Linked DNA regions of Drosophila melanogaster: all the other regions are linked to region 3. The links are chromatin contacts, called in public Hi-C maps. All regions are on one chromosome and are shown on one strand. The core of a region is the stretch at or near the end of the contact, and the rest is flanking DNA. Distances in the headings are between cores, read along the strand shown. Region 1 holds the start of Sar1 (Secretion-associated Ras-related 1). Region 2 holds the start of lqfR (liquid facets-Related). Region 3 holds the start of AdipoR (Adiponectin receptor).

The links. A called contact is a pair of places that touch in the nucleus more often than the background predicts.
Region 1: a contact with region 3 is called in a Hi-C map of the Kc167 cell line, with 2.5 times the contacts expected there. A contact is called at or near these places in 2 of 107 Hi-C or Micro-C datasets (the Kc167 cell line and cellular blastoderm embryo).
Region 2: a contact with region 3 is called in a Hi-C map of the Kc167 cell line, with 2.3 times the contacts expected there. A contact is called at or near these places in 4 of 107 Hi-C or Micro-C datasets (the Kc167 cell line, the S2 cell line and embryo).

What each region holds. Positions count from the first base shown.
Region 1 is chr3R:22,353,525-22,358,245 of dm6, reverse strand. It overlaps Sar1 (Secretion-associated Ras-related 1), which reads right to left and starts at 1,561. Exons shown (of 6, transcript NM_170002.3): 1 at 1,448-1,561; 2 at 575-715. The coding sequence starts at 617. rdhB (retinol dehydrogenase B) reads right to left here. Exons shown (of 6, transcript NM_001275902.1): 5 at 2,419-2,554; 6 at 1,982-2,297. The coding sequence ends at 2,121.
Region 2 is chr3R:22,409,470-22,414,071 of dm6, reverse strand. It overlaps lqfR (liquid facets-Related), which reads right to left and starts at 2,771. Exons shown (of 6, transcript NM_170009.4): 1 at 2,435-2,771; 2 at 1,222-1,423; 3 at 793-1,162; 4 at 615-711; 5 at 1-552. The coding sequence starts at 2,487. It overlaps CG13850, which reads left to right and starts at 3,157. Exons shown (of 7, transcript NM_142781.5): 1 at 3,157-3,215; 2 at 3,391-3,586; 3 at 3,650-4,360; 4 at 4,424-4,602. The coding sequence starts at 3,409.
Region 3 is chr3R:22,545,634-22,550,223 of dm6, reverse strand. It overlaps AdipoR (Adiponectin receptor), which reads left to right and starts at 2,378. Exons shown (of 7, transcript NM_142804.3): 1 at 2,378-2,565; 2 at 3,101-3,512; 3 at 4,441-4,539. The coding sequence starts at 3,147. It also overlaps asRNA:CR44062.

The DNA.
Region 1 (4,721 bases), core at 312-2,811, 190 kb after region 3:
TGAGGTCGAGACAATAGCTCTTGGACTTCGGGCTAATTATTACCTTTGCTACCCAAAATGTTCGGCTATCATTAACCTGATTAAAGATCAAGCTATAACAAAAATGCGCTTATAACAACTGCTATCAGTTTGGCCTGCACTGTAGAACAGTACTTTTCGTATGGAATAATTTTAACTTTTAGCATTACAAAGCAAATAAAAGTGTAGCAGCCATCTGGAAGCGAGGAAAACCCTATCAAAAATGTCTGCTTAAATAATTGTGGCTGAAGAGTACATGGCTATGCAATCAAAATACCTTTTACAGAAGTGTATATTGTATATGCACCCTAGAGTAATGCATATTCAACGCGCATTTGTTGTGATAGAGAGACCTAATGGAAAGTTATAAGCTTTCGACACCTTATAGACACAGTTTAACCTCTAGATTTCGAGATAATCGCACGTTTAGAGCTATCACCACGACCTCCGCTGTACAGCCGTCGAATTTGGGTTTCTTTTGTGCGGCTGCCTTGTTGGCACTCGTTCAAGAAACGCCGCCCCAAGGCACAAGGTCGGCAATGGCGACGTTGCTTACCCAGGTATCCCAGCACTCCGGTGAACCAGTCCCAGATGAACATCCTGATGGTTTCGTGTGGCTATCGGTTGCGGGTGATTGGCTCCAAGAGCAGCTTGTGTGTGTTTATTGTGGGGGGAAGAGAGCTGCTGGGCTAGACGGCTGCCGGATCGAAAAGAGATATGGCATGGATAATGGGTTAGTGCGCATTTCGACTCAAGTTCAATGTCCAGCCACAGAAACACAATAAGAACAACAGCAGCGGCAGCAACAGCGGCTTGGTGTATAGGAAATCAATTTTACGGCGGCTCAACTTCCGGAACCTTGACACACATACAACAACACGCACACTCGAGCGGCGGGGACCTTGCGGATATAAGGAAGCAAATTCCTCCTGGCGGCGAAACATTCACTTGGGCCCATTATTTAGTTAATTAGGTTAAAACCTGTTCTTTGTCAACTGGGCAGCACTTTCTTTATTTCATTCTTTCTCTGCCTCCTGCCCTCTCGCTCGCTCACTGTCTGTGTGTGTGTGTGAGTGGCACTGGGTGTGCGCGTGTGTGTGCGTGTGCTGCCTGTCTGTGTGCAACTACGTGGTAACATGCATTATATTATACTTTATAATATCATTTCACGTTGGAGCACATTTCGTAATCACACTTTGGACGGCAGGTGCACGCCGATCTAAGCCGCACCCTCGAAAAAAGCATAAAAAGGGCGCAGACATCCGGACTTCCGATTCGAATTCGAATTGAGATTCGGATTTTGCACTACGTGGACGCATTTCGGAATTTAACTGCCCGCGGCTGCGGGTAGCTTGCGTTTGATATGGACTTTTACTTGCGCACTTGCTGTTGCCGCCGCGCGTTCGTATCGGTATTGGCGGCTGGTTACCGTGCGTCTGCTGTGTGTATTAATTGTCAACCTAATTCGCTTTTTCTACCTCACGTTTTTATTGGAGTCAGTTCAGTTTTTTTTAATCATAAGCCCCAGTGTGACCAATAAGCGAAAGCTGTGAAATATCGATGTTTGTTTCGTACCATCGATTTTGGGGGTAGCACGAGTAATCGATGTTTTGGTGGATAACTCTGCTAGAGCGAAGCGAGCCAAATCAAGAGTGGTTGTTGTACTCGCTAGCGATAGCTGTACAGCCCTGGTCTTTTGACTCAATCTGGCAGCCCTACCGCAAGGTGGCAACTCCACTACATGCGCGGGCAATTCCAATTCAAATGAATGAATGTATAAATGCATTCATAATGTTGCCAAACTATTTACACGCATTTAATGTTATATCGATTAGAGAATATGCAAAATATTATAAATGTTTAATTATCGTTTTATTGCATTTTTATGTTATTTGTAATAAGATGTTAATACAGATGTTATCTACAGATAACATCTTAAAGAATATAAAGTGTCGAAACAGTTGCTTGAAATGCAATAATGTAATTTTTTATATTTAAAAATATGTACATTTGTTCTCTTATTACATAGAAGAACATATACAAAATGTACAAATAATATCGTTTTGGGTAAAATGTAATTCTCTTGAAATTCAAACTAAAATTCAATCGACCTTCCGCATCTGCTGCAGGATGATGTCCTCCACCTGGACGCCATCGGGAGTGTTCAGCGCATACAACACGGCCTTGGCCACATCCCTTGCCTGCAGTTTGGGCAGCTCGGCTACCGCCTGCGAGTAAACACTAAGGAAATCCGTGTCTACCATGCCCGGGCAAATGCTCTGCAATGGAGGGATAAAAATGGAGAGGGTAACCAATGAGCAGACGCGTCATGTTTGCCGCATTTCCCGAGGATTAAGATGGAGGATGAGGCGCGCCATGTATGCACTGCATTTAACTTACCGTTAATTTAATATTTAATTTGAGAAAATGTATTTCCTGGCGCACCGTTTGGCAGAGGGCCGTAATTGCATGCTTCGTGGCCGGATAAACGCTGAATAAGGGCACCGGCACTTCCGGAATCCGATGGCCAAGCACGCTGTTGTCAAATGTTGTCCATACACATGTCCAGAGCAGAGCGAAGGAGGAGGCGGAGGAGTAGCATGAGCATCGTCCACATGCCAAGGTATGGCGGTGCGTCGGGGATGGAAAATAAAGACAAAGCGGGGTCACAAACGGCGGGTGTGCGTGGGTAAATAAAGTCAACACAACGGATTTCAAGCACTTAAAACGGCAACAAAAAACAAGTCGCCGTCGAACACCTACGGAAAATGATGGTCAGCAGCTGACGGGACATTTTTGCGTGCATTTTATGCAAACATTGCGTAAACTTCTTTTAATTTTACCCCCACACCTGACGAAAAAGCAAGAAAAGACTTAAAAACTTGTGCTATAATATTTTGATTGAATGCGAAATTTTTGGAAAAATAAGGGAATTATAAGTTACAACTAGTTTTTATATTTGCTACAAGATATTTAATTTAATTAAACTGATATTTTTATGAAGGCATTCATTCGAGTATCCTTTTTTTCGAGTGCATTTGGAAGAGCACGGGGTGGTACTTACGGCTCTGAGCCGGGGGCATTAAATGCAAACAATTGCCAACGTTGCTGCAGATGCTGGGCGGCCGGCATACCCTTGCAGTTTTTAATTAATTAAGTCTTAATATTATTGCACTGACATTAAGCGAAATGCATATGGACGACCGCCCAACTTCCACTGCCCACCTGTCAAGCCCCTTGACACACACACAGACACAGGCCCCCCGAAACGTCACATGCTCATTAGCAACGCCTCGGCTACGTTTCCAGAACGGAATTCTCTTTGACTCGCAACGCCGCCAAATAAATACATTTTCTCATTAATTAACGTTTGCAAAGTTCGAAGTCTCAGTTTCCACTGCCCTTTCCCGCTTTCCTTGCCTGTCCGCATTGCTCAATTGTATTCGATTGCGGACAATACGCTTGTGTCCGCTGCTCATTATGCCGGAAAAATGCGTATGAAAATTCCGGGAAATGCGTATTTACGGTGTGTCTTTAATGCACTTCGATGATGCACTTTCCGATTGCGTGGTAAAAAGTGGTAGGAATGTGGAGGTTACTCGAGAGCATATTAAAATGGTTCGTTAAGGTTTCCCTATGGTAAGTCTACATATCATGTTCTTACACAGCTAAATAAAAGAAGAACTACAAAGCTAACAAGAATCTCTACTTCAAAATAGTTAAATGAACATTTCAACATTTTTGACCAAGATAAAGCGTCACTGAAATCGTTTCAAGGCATTATATTAATCCAATTTTGAGCTTGCAATCTATTTTGCGCACACAGATTTCTGTTCGAATCGAATTGCCATCTTTGCGTAAACTAAAAGCCAATCAATAAATAAGATTGACGTTGGCTTTGTTGAATTTGCCTTAACATTTCCGCATGCTTACTGATTTTACAGCCATGAAAAAACCAAACATACACACACACAGAGACACTCACGCATGCACAACAAGCCGGTCAGCCCACCCACAGTGCGTATACGCAATTATTCAATTTTGCCTTTTGCTCATGGGCAATAATTGCTATCTGGTTGGGTGGGTGTGCGTATGCACTCAAGTAAATTTCATTAAAATTAAATCAATGCAATTTGAAATTAAAGCCATAGCGCAAATCAAACATGCGGATTTTAAATGCGGTACGCATTGGATTCCATGAAATAATAAAAATCACATCGACGACTGCCAATGGAGGAATGCAAAATGCAAATGCGAATGCAATACGCATTCGGCTTAATGCAAAATACTTAATTATGTTGAATAATTGAGTTGTTGTTGCTGTTGTTCTGGGCAAACACATTGGCCATGCAAAGCTTTTAATGCACCACCCGCACCGCAAAAACACGATGCGTGCCCCCACCGCGCTCAGCATTTAAATATCAATAAGTGTTTGTGCTGTTGTGCTTGTTTGTTTGCCGCATGGCTTTTAATTTAATTTAAATAACGCGGCGACCACTTCGAGCCCTTCGCTTTTGAGCGCATGCCTTTCGTATGCAAAATGCATTGAGCTGACCAACTCTGAGCGACACGGCTATTGACTGACCGCCTGCATTGTTTGCACTTTCATTAAGCCCCGATCGGCTGAACCCTTCGTCTAAGCCCGCCCTTGAGCCACCCACCACCATCCAACACAACCCACTATCCGCCACTCCGCCACCCAA
Region 2 (4,602 bases), core at 1,522-4,021, 140 kb after region 3:
TTCGCAGCCGGAACCAGGCCCGTTGATGGTGGCTCGCTGATCGTCGATCCCGCCGAGGGCTGCCCGAAAGCAGAGGCGAAGTCGCCGAATTCCTGCTGGCTAGCATCGCTGGCACGCGGATTGAAGTCATCATCGTCATCCACAATCACGGCAGCACTGTTCAGCGTCTTCTCCTGCCCCGGCGGTGGCGAGCAGGTCTTGAACAGATCGTCCAGCAGATCGTTGTTATTGCTTTGCGTATTATTGTTTGCCTTGGAAGTAGACGGCGATGGCGAAGCGCCGCCCATCAAGTCCACGCTGGTGGGAGTGTCACGGTGAGTTGGTGAGTGAATGCCAGCAGCACCGCCAGGAGCTGGCTTTCCAAAGTTTGCTGCCGCACCCAGATCGATCTTCTTCTGGGACAGCGCTGGCTTGGCAGAAGCCGTTGAAGTGGGCTGCTTGGAGACAGGGGAACTGACGGTCTTCGAACGAATGTTCATGTTGAGGCTGGAAGGTTTGGCCTCGCTGGCTACTTCGGCAGGACTCGCACGGTCATTGTATCGATAGTTACGTCTGTGAGGAGAAAAGAGTACATTAGGATATAGAGCAGGTTAATCGGAAAAGTGAAAACTTGCCTTGGACTGGGTGAGTCGCTATCGGATCCCTCTCGCTCTCCATCGTAGTGAGTATCATCATCCTCATACCGATCCTTGTCGGCGCTTTTGTCGGAGTCTGAAGAAAAATCATCAATATTAATATTACATATAGAGAATTTGAACAAAAATCTTAAAAAAATAAAAATTTCTTACTTACACCAATTGTCTCCACGACTAGAGCGATAGTCGCCATCATTGTAGCCACCGCTGCCACCGCCGCCTCCTCCAGATCCACCGCTATAGCCGCTGTAGCCACCGCTTCGCATGCCCATGGCGTCGCTGCTCATGCCGATGTACTTGTCCTTGTTCTTCTTCGCCTTTTTGCGCTCCTCGCGCAAACGATCATCATCCTGAATAAAGTCTATAAGCTCTCGTACCTTATGCCTAACATTAATACCCTGATCCTTGCCGCCCTCGTCGGTGAATGTATAGTTCTCCAGCGAGCGCAGATCGTAGATGTGCTCCCGAGAGGAGGTTACCACCCGTTCAGAGCCGTTTCGCACCAAATAGTTTAGCAGAAGGAGGCTCTGTAAGTAAATATATACTCGTTAGCTCTATATTTATTAGTTTAAACTGAAAACGTTACCTTGTACGTGCGTCGCCAGTTGGTTTTATTGTCCTGCAGCATGCGCTTCCACAGCATGGACATCACCTCCGGGAATGTTTCGTATGAGAAGGTGGAATAGGCCAATTCCTGCATGAGGGGTCCTGTAGGCCCCCAAGGATCATCGTTGGTGGCCTCCCGCACCTTGCCCTCCGTTTCCGTGTAATTCATCACGACATTGGTGCTGCAAGTGGGAACGAAGTCATTGTTTTATTTTAAAGTAACTATTAACTATTCACGATGTTAGTCGTAGAACTTTTGTACATATGTAAATACAAATCTTAATCCGAGCTTGTTTCCTTAAATAATTGATATATACTTAAGTAAAGAAAAAAGGCATATTGACTGGGACATTCCGTAAACTCAATTGAATAGATAATCAAATAGATAGAGGGCCAGTTAATCAGAACTGGTATTTTTAAGTAAACGTTGTGTGACGATATGGATATACAATGCAAAGATGCAGATAAATAAGTAATACGCATGGCTTGGCTGCGACGTTGATAGACGTTCGAAACGTGATGGAAGTGGGCCAATTGTCGCAAATGGGCCATCTAGGTGTTCCTTATCAGTTCGAGATAAGCCCTAGGAAAGGTGTACCCGCGCACTTAACCTAATGAGTTCGGTGTTGGCTATCGAGCCACCATTATTTATTCGAACTATAGGCTCGCTTTTAGAAATAACTACCCCATAAAAGGCGCAGGTGAAAGGGGACACCCATAATTAATAATTCGATGGGGGAAAGAGAAACACCCATTTCACTGGAAAGCCTGGAAGTGGAGCTGTTAACACAGGTGAAAAAATTGTTATATTTGGGCAGTCGAAAGCAAACAAATTGTTTCTTGATAAAGCCCCACACACACAGGCGCATATACACATGGATATCAATATCGGAATGTGGCTGTGTTGGTAAAGCTCTCTTGAAATGGCGAACAACCTTGAAAGCAGTTAAAAACGTGAACCTAATCCAGCACCCCGATGCAGTTGATCCATAAGTAAGATATCTTTATGAATTATTAGGGATTTATGCATGACATAGGGCTTTTGAAATCCTTGAGGAGTTGGGGGCGTGGCGGGAAATCAGAAAACTTGGGGCGTGGGAGTCTTAACATTCACTTCGGCGTTAAGGGAATGTTATACACACATCCCATTACATATACGTATGGATATATCCTATATATTCCTGATCACTTACACCTTGTCCGCCAATTCGCGCACTTTCCACATGCTGATGAATTTATCCACCATTTTGAGACTATTGAATGCTACGGAATTTTTCACACAATCTCGTCGAAAAGTGGCTGGAAAATCCAACTACAACAAGACGTCGAACTCGTTTTCGCTTGGCGTGCCGTTTTCTGACTGTTTTGCAGCTGACGATTTGCACTTTTGCATGGAAACGGCGCACCTGTCTCGCACCCGCGCTTTCCGCAAACAAAAATGTAAAAATTTAAACGAAAATTGTAAAACAAAATCACAGCAGCTAATATTTGGTGAGCTGTCGTGTCCAGTGTTGCAAACAGTGTTTCCAACTCTCACTGTTCAAGTGTAGCTAAATCCGATAAATAGCTGTAGCCGTTATTAATGAAAATTAGCTTTTTAAATTTGTGCTCCAAATAGTTCAATAAAATATTAGTTTTCTTATTAATAAAGCACAAAGAGAAATCGGCATAGTTATAAAATGGGAACCATTTACCAATAACCGAAATAGTTCAATAAAACATTAGTTTTCTTATTAATAAAGCACAAAGAGAAATCGGCATAGTAATAAAATTGGAAGCATTTACCAAATAACCGAAAGCACATGCAATGACACCTAAGTTCCGGAATAAAAAACGCCAGATCTAGCTAGAAAATGCTGAGTTGGCAGCACAGCTCGCAGTGTTACAAAAGCTTTGCATGGAGCCGACGGGTCTTACCCTACACTACCATCAGCTGAACGCTGCTGTCATCTGTGGATTCTCAACGTTCAATAGGAAAGTTTACTAAAATAAATGAAAATACTAAATGAAACGTGAAGGATATCAGGGGAAATAAGACGGTTCAAGTCATGAATATAAGCCTATATCATTGGCATGCTTTGTAAAGCCCCTTCCTGGCCGCTAAAAATGTAAACAAAAAGGTTATGTAAACTTCTGTGGTCTCTTGCAGCGTGTGGATTGACTGAAAATGTTGGGACTACAACGTTTTGCCGGCAGTTTTGTCACCCAGTTGTACCGCCGTGCAGCCTTCAGCAGCAGTGTCCGGGCAGCGGGCATTCCCGTGGCGCCCACTGGAGCACAATCGGATGCAGTGGAGCCGGAAGCACGCGCGCCGGCTGTGGAGGAGGCGGCCAAAAAGCCCAGGGGTAGGTAGATTCTAAAATTGTTGTCCTCCTTACTAATTGGTATTCACTCCATCCTTATTGCAGGCCACATGGTAGCCGCTGCTTTCGAATCCCTTAGAAACGACGATCCCAAAGATGAGAGCAAAAGCCAAGCCTCCAGCAAGATCGATGAGCGTATCATCAACGCAAAGACAGTCAATGGACTGCTAACTATCACGGAGAACAACAATGGCTTCTCGAGGAAGCATGCCCTCAGAATTGTCTCCATACTGGCCGAGTGGAGCACCTTGAATCGAGTAAAGATCTCGGAATTCGAGAACGACACAAGGTTCCTACGTATTTGCCGGATGTTGGGCCGGACGGTTCCCAAAAATAATAATGCTAACAACAAGGACCTTGGTGACAATGGGACGGCCAAGCGGATTTCCGGCTTCCGAACAGATGACCTAAACACGGTGCTTGGCGTAGCTGGTGACGATGAGGCCGCTAAGCTGATAGCTAGCATCAGTCTGCCCCAGATGGTCAAGGTGATGAGCACCCTGGCCCAGCGGAAGAGGCGTAGTACTCCTCTCTTGCGCTCCCTGGCCTTTAATATCAGCAGCGCGTCGGAATCGCTGGATTTAAAGCAAGCGGGGGATGTGCTGTTCGCTATGTCCACGTTGAATTTCCAGGATTCTGTTCTAGGCGCTAAAGTGTGTGCGGATGTGCAATCGGCGCTGCCTAAGAATGTGGAGAAGTCTGCCGTTGTGGGATCCATTATCACCAGCCTGGGCATTTTACGATACCGGGATTTGGGTTAGCTCGGATATAAACACATCAGAAAAAGTTGTGATTAATGTAATTTATTTTTTTCGGTAGATATCTTGGAATCACTTACGCAGTGGCTTTTAAAGAATAGTGAAATCTGTCGCCCCCAAGATCTCAGTGCCTATTTCCTAACATCGGCCCTGCTAAACTTCAAAAGCGCTCAATTGGAGGAAGTGAGCAAAAAGCTAGTAAAGTCTATTGTCCGCGAGGATTTTACCAAGCAATCCGAG
Region 3 (4,590 bases), core at 1,129-3,628:
AGATCCTATCGCAAAAAGAGCGGCAAAAAGAAAACGAAAGCAAAGAGGGAAGCGAAAAAGTACACAGTAAAAACGAAATATACTTCAATATTAGTATACATGTATACATATACATATATATATTATGGTATATGTTTAGAATTTAACGAACATACATAGAACATACTATGAGAGACTCTAGTTCATCATCATAAATTGTTAACAATTTTATGAAAATCTGTTTGTATGCCACTGAAAGTGTTTGGAATGAATTTCTAAAAAAATATATACATGCACTTTATATTTATATATAATGTGTCGCGATTTTTAGACCGCACGATGGAGTTTATATTTTTATTATGTGCTTTGACCTTTCAGTGATAACTCAGGTTAATTGGATTTTGCGTCATCCTCGCCACTTTCGTTTGATACTGTGTTATTTCTAAAAAACATCTCTATAAAGAAATGCTTAAAAAATTAACTACATTTTTGTAATAAAAATAGTTCCATTAGACCCTTTAAAATTAACAAAATAGATATGGATAATATTTTATATATGTAAGTTCCTGACACCACTTTTCTTTCTGTGTGCCCATTTAAAAAAACATTTTTCTAAAAACATCTCTATAAAGAAATGCTTAAAAAATTATCTACATTTTTATAATAAAAATAGTTCCATTAGACCCTTTAAAAATAACCAAAATAATAACATTTTATATATAAGTTCCTGACACCACTTTTCTTTCTGTGTGCCAATTTCCAGCTACAAAATTGGCTTTAAATAAACCGCTAGACAATTGATTTATTATCGCCGTCACGTCATTGAGACGAACTCAATTGGCAGCATAGTTATAAGTGCTTATATATATATATATATATGTGCCAATGTGGGGGATGACACGCCCCAACTCCATAACCTGGCACTTAATTTAACTACGCAAATAGGGTTTACGGGCGCAGTTAACACATTTCCAGATCGATGGGAAGCGATTGTCCGTCCAATGAATGGGTCAATTTCACGCACTTACTCTCACCAGTCTCCCAGATTCCCAGGTGATTTGTGTGACCCATGGTGATCCATGTACTCCACCCACGTGCTAAGTGCCCGGTCAAATATGCAAATGTTTGCCGAGTTGGATGCACTGCAGCTGTGTTGGTCGCCACCCTTCCGGGTCTTTGGCATTTCCATTTCCATTTGAAGCACATTGGCCGTTTAGCATTTTTTGTCGCGCGCTCGTCATTCAAACAGAAACAGCTCGCATTATCGGCGCTTCTCTTTTGTGATTATGACCCTGAACTTCAGCGCTACTAAATGTATTAATTCAGTCGATTAATACCGCTAGTCGGGGTCTGTGCGAAATCTGCTCCTTGGCCGAGTTTCTAACGTAGCTGGTCAGAACGCCGAGAGCTGATGGATGATATTGGCCTGGATTGGTCAATAGGGTATATCATCTTGATGGGCTGCCCCTGAGCAAAGCAAGTTCTATAGTCTTATGTTTGAAATTGAATTTGTTTAACAAAGATGAATGACTCTTGACTAAACATATTGGCCTTTATGTGCAATAAATATTCTAAGGGCGCTATTAAAACGTAGTTAAATTGCGCTATTAAGAGCTTGCCAAACAAGTGAATCTTTATTGGGCCTGCAAGGCTGGTGATATTTCCTCACTAGCCAAACACCATTTTGTCTTCCCAATTAAGTTTCTTTATTATTAGAATTGTTATTTGCCTACATTTGTGGGTTTTTATAACACCGTAATGCTATTTCTAAAAAAGCTATAATTAGACATTCTTGTATTACTTTAATTAATTAATTTAAATATATATATTTTAAGTAAGCTGTGATGTTGTCTTTGTTGTCTTTGCAAAAGTGTCCAAGGAATGGCAGATATGTGCATACTTAAGTAGGTTAAATATCGGGGAACTACACATGCTAATTCATAACTACCAGGCTTAAGTTGAGTTCATTGTTGATGTTTTTTAATGAGATGCCTTAACATTTTTTGAAAACAATTTCTCTGTTACTGAAGTGTTTACAGACTAGAGGAAAATTTTCTATTCATATAATATACGTCTTGTAATTTCGTCACGGTAATTTCTCATGAAAAAAAAAACAAATGCCTGTTAGGTATTTACGCAAATATCCAATATTTGGTCAGTTGAAGTACCACCTTTGATCGCCAATAAAAAGTTGTTAGCTCTCAAAAATGTTGACTAATAATGAAAGCACCTTGTTTACCGGGAGCAATACGATTTGCTGGCAAGCATTTTCAAATATGGCGGGCGCTGCGCAGAGTTGCCACATTGTTTTACAGAGCTGTGACTACAAAGTAGCGTTAACAGCCGTTAACAGCTGCTGCGTCAAGGTATGACCGCATTTCCTCCGTTCCCATATGATTGCTAGTGATTTTCCCTATCGCGCTTGCAGTCACACTGGAAAAAACACAGAAAAAATTAAATTAAGGGAAAACAGATGAAAAACTGCAATTGCACGCAATTGAAGCAAGTGCAGCAAATAGTTTTTCGCGCCAGTGTTGACTCCTGGGCCTGCCGTCGAAGCCACGCCAACTGCGCGACTTTCGAGTGGTAAGTGAATAGTAACGAAACGCCAGTGAAATCGAGTGATTAATCGTTCGTTTGTGTTGTGACACTTTCTGTAACTTCGTATAAAAAAAATGGGAACTGCGCAAGTGGAGTGCAGGTGGGGGTTAAGCCAGTTGGTAGTATTCCACTCACACGTGGCCTTCTGGCTGCATTTTCCATGCACTTTGCTATCTATATAATGGTTTCCCCGAAATAGCAACTGCACCTTAACCCACTGAGGATCCCACTCGCATTTGAACACCATCTTATGTAAAAACGTAATTGGCAGCTAAGTTTCCTAAGTGATAAAACACACAAAGCTACCAGATACAGACTTATGTGCTACGTACAACCGATTTACTGGGGAACAAAGGTCGCGCCATACTATATAGCAATGCGATCGGAGCAGACCAATAAACAAATAAACAAATATCGCATTTCCCAGACGAGCTAGCGTTGAGCTAACAAACGCTTAGCATTGCTTTCGAACAACTAAATTCGTATGTATCGTATTGAACAGAACGTATTTCTCTTACAGAATACTATTTGCGGAGTGCAAAACGAATCCGCGGGATCGTAAGACCATGGATTCGGCCACTAATCTCCTCGAGCAACAGGGCTCAGCGGCTGATGTGAGTGGCGGGAGCCATCCCGCCGAGGTGGAGGTAACCACCCAGGCTCGAGCCACTTTCGGCATGGACGCCGAAGGACATGCTACCGGCGAGGCGGTGACCACCACCACGGCCACCTTGCGTAGAGAAGGTTCAGACGAGGATATCTTTGAGCAGGTGCAGATGATCCTGCGCAAGCGACGTGGCTGGGGACCGGAGGACTCGCTTAGCCCCAATGATCTGGACATTCTGGAGTACGACGATGAGTTGGTCGAGGAGGATGACGCCGGTTGTCCACTCCCCTCGACCCCGGAGGACACACAGCTTATTGAGGCGGAGGTGAGTTGGGGCTATTAACCTTTATTTCCATTTTCCACCAGGTGGAAAAGTACGAAATGCAATCGTCAAAACATGTGGCGGAGCTCTTATCGCTGACCTACCACCATGTGGTTATCGGCTGCCACTTGTTAGTCGCAATTTTCCCTCTGCGCAGGCAGTCATTTCAATGTCGGGCGTCTTATCAATCGAAATGTTGCATTGGCCAATGTCTATTTGCCACATGCAAAATGTACCATAACCATTGTACTTAAACCTTATCGTGGCCATTTCTCCATTTTTATGACTCACTAAATACAATTGCTCAATTTAAAGCATATTCCATAGCCATTTGAAAGTTATACCTCTTATCTCTCCTTGCCTTTAATGTCTGTCCGAAAGGTGTCAAGTAAAATTTCTTGACTTTGAGCCTTATACTCTAGACAATCTGCCCGTTTGATCACCGGCTTTAAAGGTCAGGCTTAGATTGAACGCAAAAAGCTTTGGCATAGCCCTTTATACGACAGATGCTGGAAAAAAATCACAAATTTACGTCGATGCGGTGCTGATAATGCCCGGAGTCAGTTTCGGGCAAGCTTATCTTATCGCGGAACGCATTCGGTGCTTTCTTGTTCCGCCAACAAATTGAGTATGCGACTGGCAGAGGCTTCACAGTACAATCGCTCATTGCCTCGCACATTTAGTTCTAGTTCCGTTCGAATCTCTGTTAGCCGCTCAAGATGCAGACCCAGCCGGAGGTTATAGTGCGTGTCAACCCGGATCTGGAGCCGGATCTCAGTCAAGAAACTTACAGAACCCAAAACCCTGACACAGTCAAGGAGCAAGCTGAAAATGCAGTCGTTAGTCCCATTTGCTCTTAGTTTTTCTTTGTTATTAAGCTTTTTATATTTGTTTTGAGAGCTGTTTAATGTCTTATCACTCTATTCCACAGATGACGGAAGTGCTGAAGGCCGGAGTTCTCTCCGATGAAATTGATTTGGGCGCATTGGCACACAATGCCGCCGAGCAGGCAGAGGAGTTTGTGCGCAAGGTAAGCCAAGTGATGCTGCCAAGTGAAGAATGGCTTAAATGGAAGATACTC